Linked DNA regions of Mus musculus: region 2 is linked to region 1. Evidence: chromatin contacts called from public Hi-C data. All regions are on one chromosome and are shown on one strand. The core of a region is the stretch at or near the end of the contact, and the rest is flanking DNA. Distances in the headings are between cores, read along the strand shown.

Region 1 (3,022 bases), core at 363-2,862:
ATCATTCTGGATTCTAATCTGGATCCCTTCCCAGCATCATGAAGTCTGAGTTCAGGCTGGAATCACTTGCAATCACTAATTGATGGTGTCCTTCGTGTCTTTGAAGATGGTTCTCTGATGAAATTAGACTGTCTACCATCAGAACCTGTAGCCTGAGTCTGGGAAGATGGCTTGAGTCTGGGTGGGGAGGAGGTTTGAAGAGAAGGAAGTCACTGTGAGACAGGCAGATACCCACGAGAAAGCCTTCCAATGACAGGCACACGGACCCTGGCCACCTTTCTCTCTGCTCAGAATGACTAGGGAGGGTGAAGGGCCACCAGGGCTCCCGTCCTTAATTTGGACATGGCTCCATTTGCATATGACTTGTACCTCAAAAGGTTTATACTCTAATAGTTTATAGTCTATAGTTCATGTGACACAGGGACAATAAGAACAATGGCTTCTGTGGTTCGTTTCACTGAATTTAGAGGAAGTCTTAGAGATCTGTCTGTTTCTATAGTTCTGGGGTCACATTTGCCTGCTGGAGTGCCTGGGTTTTAACGTGGGTGCTAGAGGACTTGTGGATCTCTACAAAAAGCACATGAGGTGCCTTGTGTTCTTTCCTTCCTTAAGCTTTATGGTTTTTATTTTTAATTTTTAATTATATTTATTTTGTGTGTGTGTGTGTGTGTGTGTGTGTGTGTGTGTGTGTGTGTGTGTGTGCTCATACAAATTCCTGGGAAATGAGCATTTGGAAGTCAGAGGACCAGAAACTGCCTGGTTCTCTCCTTCTGCCATGTGGCTCATGGACGTCCAATTCAAGTCATCAGGCTGGACAAGAGGAGCCCTTTCTCTGTTCCTCCTTCCCACCTCCTGAGTGCTGATATGGCCTTTGAGCAGAAACAACCTAGGACTCCTTGATTGGCGGCGGGGGGGGGGCATCTTTATTAAGGCAATAAACTCCCTTTTCAAAAGGGACACAGGCTTCTTGGTCCTCACCGGATTGTTCCCGCAGAAGGAACTGACTCAGAACTTCTAGATTGTATATGCTAATTAGTGCCTCAGGATGGAGGATAGCATGCCAGAAAGTGTAAGCATCTGGGGACAGATGTGGGGTTCAAAATTCCATAAGCAGCGCTGTTTGATGAAACCCAAATAAAATGTGGATGCTGACTGTGATGGTTTGTATATGCTGGGCCCAGAGAGTGGAACTATTTAGAGGTGTGGCTTTGTTGGAGTGGGTGTGGCTTTGTTGGAGTAGGTGTGTCATTGTGGGTGTGGGCTTTAAGACCCTCTTCCTGGCTACCTGGAAGTCAGTATTCTGCTAGCAGCCTTCAGATGAAGATGTGTAACTTTCAGCTCTTCCTGCACCATGCCTGCCTGGATGCTGCAATGTTCCTGCCTTGATGATAATAGACTGAACCTATGAACCTGTAAGCCAGCTCCAATTAAATGTCATCTTTACAAGAGTTGCCTTGGTCATGGTATCTGTTCACAGCAGTAAAGCCCTAACTAAGACACTAACTCAGATGAACTTCCCTGGTTGGCAGGGCCATGCTTATTATCACAGGTTTATGTGGTGAGAGGACCACAAGTCCCTCCTGGAGAAGGAAGCTTACAATATCCTCCTGGCTTCTTCTTTAGATAGTTCTGCTTTGCATCTTCTTGGTGGTCATACATACTGAGGTTATGCTGAGTTCTCTGTGAGGGAGAAGTGGAAATTCCCCAATTTGTTACCAGATGGTCAAAATGAGGACATCCCAAGGAACCCCAAAGTTGCAGTTGATGTCTGAAGCAAGACTAGTTTTGTGTGTGTCTGTGTGCGCGCGTGCGTGCGTGCACGTGTGCGTGCGTGCACGCGTGTGCTGGGGGAGCTGTGTTTTTAAACCTATAACCTGTCAAACATTGGGTAATTGTGGAGCCAGAAATGATTGCAGGCAGGGACTGGGGGAAGGAAGAAAGGAGGGTGCAGGAGCCTGGATAGGCTTGGCCAGATAGCTTAGAAGGTAAAAGTACCTATTGCCAAACTTGATATTCTGAGTTTGATTCCTGGGACCCACATAGTGGTAGGATATACCTAACCCCCAAGATGTGTTCTCTAACTTCCACATGCTGGTGCCGTGAGGAGCCACTGCCCTCCCTTCACCCTCTGAGCCAGAGAAAGAAATCTGGATGAATGCGGAGAATGCCGGAGTCAGAGCAGAGATGGAGCCTTTAAAAAAAGGGACGCAGGCTGTGAGGGCTAAAGTTATGTTTTAAGTTTAAATTACTGTGCTTGAGAGATCTATAAAACAAAAATGCCTTTAACCTGTAAGCCCCACGTGCTTAAAGGACAGGTAACTTCCTGGAATGCTAGGGGCTATATTGTTCATGTAAAATAACAAGCCATATGTTTTCACTTCAGTAAACAAGCTTGGTTGTTCCAACTGCACAGGGTATGCATAATCACACATCAGTGGGAGGTACGTAGGCAGGAAGTGCGACAGGATGTATGCTTGCTCCTGAGTGGATGAAGGTAGGAAGCACACACTCTTGTAGGTTTAGACTTCTTAAGCCTCTGACTTAATGAGTGCCATACTCTAGGAATCTTGGGTATAGACGACATGCCCAGTGTCCATCATCCTGGCCAATATTTAACAGAGCTTGCTTCCAATTTGGCTCAGAAATTGTGGTACTGGTCATACTCTCACCCGGTGAGATTGACAAGGCCACTCCAGCAAAGGCAAGTTGGAAAATGAGACAGTGAAATTCTTTTCTCCACTCTCTGCTCTCTTACTAATGGACTGAGCTGGATGGAAAGCAAGCAAATCCATCCAGGTCAGGTCCCTGGAGGCAGAGCCAATTCAGCATGGATCCAGAGGGGCTAACATTCACTTCATTTGCCCTAAACAAAATTTCCTGCCCACTCCCTCCTTTCCCTTTCCTTTCTTGCAGAATGAAATCAAATGAGAGACTGGAAGTCCTTTGGCCACTGTTTAGAAACCACCCCATAGGGACACAGAAGAGACAAGGAGGCACAAATGCCTAAATGTCTTCAGGAAAG
Region 2 (2,832 bases), core at 260-2,759, 180 kb after region 1:
CTCCTGTTACAGAATATTGCTGTGGCTGAGGATCGTTACCTTCACAGCACCGGATACATCACCTCCAAAGCAGTGGGAAACGTCAATGTAGACCAGCATTAGAAGCAATGACTATTCATTTAGGTTCTGGGAGCAAAAGGCAACCCCATTCCCCCTCTTTGGGGTTAAAAACAAAACCCTAAGATGGTCTAAAGGAACATTAAAAGCCCTTTGAAAAGGAGGCAGACATTAAACATACATAGAAGTGGTGTATTCCAAAACACCCCAGCATATTGCAGGGGCAGACTCGCCAAATCAAGCCTCTGATTTCAAAATAAACATGTCCTTGAAAAATCTGGAAAGAGGGCCACATTTCACCAATGCTTTCATTAGTTCCCAGCTCACCAGGAGATTCAGGAGTCAAAGGAAAAAAACCCAAAAACCTCAGTTTCTGTTTCAAGGCATAAGTAGAAACCTAAATTCTCTAGGTCTCGCTAGGAAAAACCAAGCTGGTTTTGTGTGGAAAACAAAGGACAGCTGTCAGGAGGAAACAAGAAAATTGCAAATGAGGAAATCTCTGAAAAAAATTCTTCCAGATAGAAAACGTTCCTGCAGAGTGGCCAAAGGCAGGCTTGCCTTCCAATGTGTCCAAGATTATCTATCTTGAGGAAGAGCCCAAGGGTAAATGGGTTAACAGGCTCGAAATCCACATTTAAAAAGGATACAAAAAGACATGGTATTTACCCAAGAGCTAACAACTTTGTAGAGAATGGAAATGAATTACTGTTAAAGAAATAAACCAAGCTTGGCTTAAAGGCATTTTTCCTGGGGGTTGGGGGTGGGGGTGGGGGTGTCACACAAAACCGCCAGCCATTTTTTGTCTTCTGGCCCATCTCCCCTGGCACAGTCACAGTAAGTATCTTTACTCTATTCTCTCTCCCGGGCATGGATCTGCTTCTGTGCAGCTTCATTCAATATTTTAATGGAAAAAAAAGTTCCCCCCCAGCCAAACAATTCTTCCTTCATCAGAAGCTGCCTCCTGTGTGGCAGTAACACCACAGACATAACTTCTGTAAGTGGAAAAGATACATCAGAACCCCGAACTACTGGTTCAATAAGGGTCTGTTTTATGTTTGTTGGGGTCAGGAGGGCTCTCCACAGTGTAGAGGTGGTGGGTGAATACAGGAAAGACATGAACAAGGTATTTCTGCTTTCCTGTCTTCGCCTCCATCTTTGGCACACACAGTAGGAGACGTTCTCTGGAAAGAACCTCCTAAACTATGCTTGATTCTGCTCCCTCTGAAGCCAAAGACAAATAGGTTCCAAAAGAAATGTAAAGAGAAGGCGATTCAATCTCGAGAGAATTTCTACATCATCTGCAATTAGCTCCTACCCCAGCTCTCAGGAAAGGAGGGCTCTGGCGCCCCCCTGCATGAGACCACAGAAGTGCTAGGAAACGGCACAGTCCCTGTCAACAGGTTTTTGGCTGCACACATCTGCTACACAGAAAGTTTGGGTAATGATTCACACAGGAGTGCAACTGTCAAAGCCACAAGAGGGCAGAGTAAAATCAGCACAGAACTTCAAGGCAATGCAATGAGAGGCACAAGAAAAGAGGAACTGTTAATTTTTAAAAAAGGCATGAACATGATATCCCTAATGTTATTCCAACTCCCAGATCTTGACCCTAGCCCCAATCTAGATACAACAAATCATTAGACAAATGCCATACAGATACAGCCATCATGTGACCTACAAAATATTCGAACACCACATCCCACTTTCCCCATATGCCATTACTAGAAGCCCAGAGCATCCACTGCTTCAGCTCCTAGTCACCCCACCAGGCACCACCATACATAAAGCTAGGGCTAATTCTTTTGAAGAACCATTTGCACTATTTCCTATTCTAAAAACATGGATACCTCTGAGTTCCAAACTATCTGGTTCCTGATATGGAAATGGAGAGGAGACTGCTTTATACACAGCATGTGCAGTTAAGGAGGCAGATGCTAATGACACCTGCTTTCCATACGTGGCGCTCTGTGAATACAACACATACGTGGACAGTGCTCCATGAGCTCCCACCCTAGCAGTAAGGAGAGCACACCAGGGGAAGCAAACAGGACCCAAATGCTGAGCACCAATGCCACATGTAATGCCTATGTCACTAGTTCTTATAGCAACCCACTGTAGTGGTAACCATCTCACCCAGGATTATAGGTCCAACATGCACAGGGCAAAATTCCATCTCAGATGCTACCTTATGTGGCCTTCTCACATATATGTCTATATGTACACGACAGTTCAGAAAGGACACACAAGACTGGTCCATGTCTTACTACTACCCTCAGGCTCTCCCTTCACTTCCTCAATGCATACTTCTCATTCTACTATCACTTCCCAAACACCCATGCTATTTTCAGCCTTCTCGCCTTGGTATGTGGCAGTCCCTGGGCCCCTTGATGATTCACAGCACTCCTAATCACCTTCAAACCCCAGTTGAGAGGCCACTTCTTCCCAAGAGTCTTCATTGATTACCACCCACCCCATGAGAGCTTACCACTCTCCTCCAAGACCTGTCCACCTTCCACAGCTACAGACACACACCAAAGCTAGCATATAAGCACCAAACATCTCCATGTTGGAGTATACTGTGATGAAGAGAAAATGCAATTGGCCAGGAGCCAGGGAAACTGAACAGGTCCCAAGGAGTAACGATAGCAACCGACATCTTATGAGGTGTAAAAGAACATTTACTGCCTAGTGCCTAATTCACCACATCAGGATGAATAAAGGCAATCAGATATAACCTAAGTTGAATTTTCAAAAAGATGTCTTAAGGCAACAAAA

The links. Hi-C and Micro-C count contacts between places; a contact is called where the count stands out from the background.
Region 2: a contact with region 1 is called in a Hi-C map of bone marrow-derived macrophages, with 21 read pairs. The contact joins two enhancer-like sites. A contact is called at or near these places in 5 of 15 datasets of contacts at CTCF or cohesin (CD8 T cells, embryonic stem cells, large pre-B cells and 2 more), 17 of 484 Hi-C or Micro-C datasets (the NIH/3T3 cell line, Sertoli cells, Th2 cells and 9 more) and 6 of 115 datasets of contacts at active chromatin or transcription factors (the HPC-7 cell line, Th17 cells, embryonic basal ganglia and 2 more).

Annotation. Positions count from the first base shown.
Region 1 is chr2:38,434,454-38,437,475 of GRCm38.p6, forward strand. No RefSeq gene overlaps it. Among named protein-coding and RNA genes, the nearest start is that of Gm25081, 44 kb to the right of the region's middle. Within about 2 kb of position 1,613, at least 7 of the 459 cell types and tissues checked have an H3K27ac peak or open chromatin away from gene starts, as enhancers often do. A contact at or near this core is called in bone marrow-derived macrophages, where this site is marked.
Region 2 is chr2:38,614,787-38,617,618 of GRCm38.p6, forward strand. The region is part of intron 5 of Psmb7 (proteasome (prosome, macropain) subunit, beta type 7); the gene reads right to left. Among named protein-coding and RNA genes, the nearest start is that of Psmb7, 28 kb to the right of the region's middle. Within about 2 kb of position 1,510, at least 42 of the 459 cell types and tissues checked have an H3K27ac peak or open chromatin away from gene starts, as enhancers often do. A contact at or near this core is called in bone marrow-derived macrophages, where this site is marked.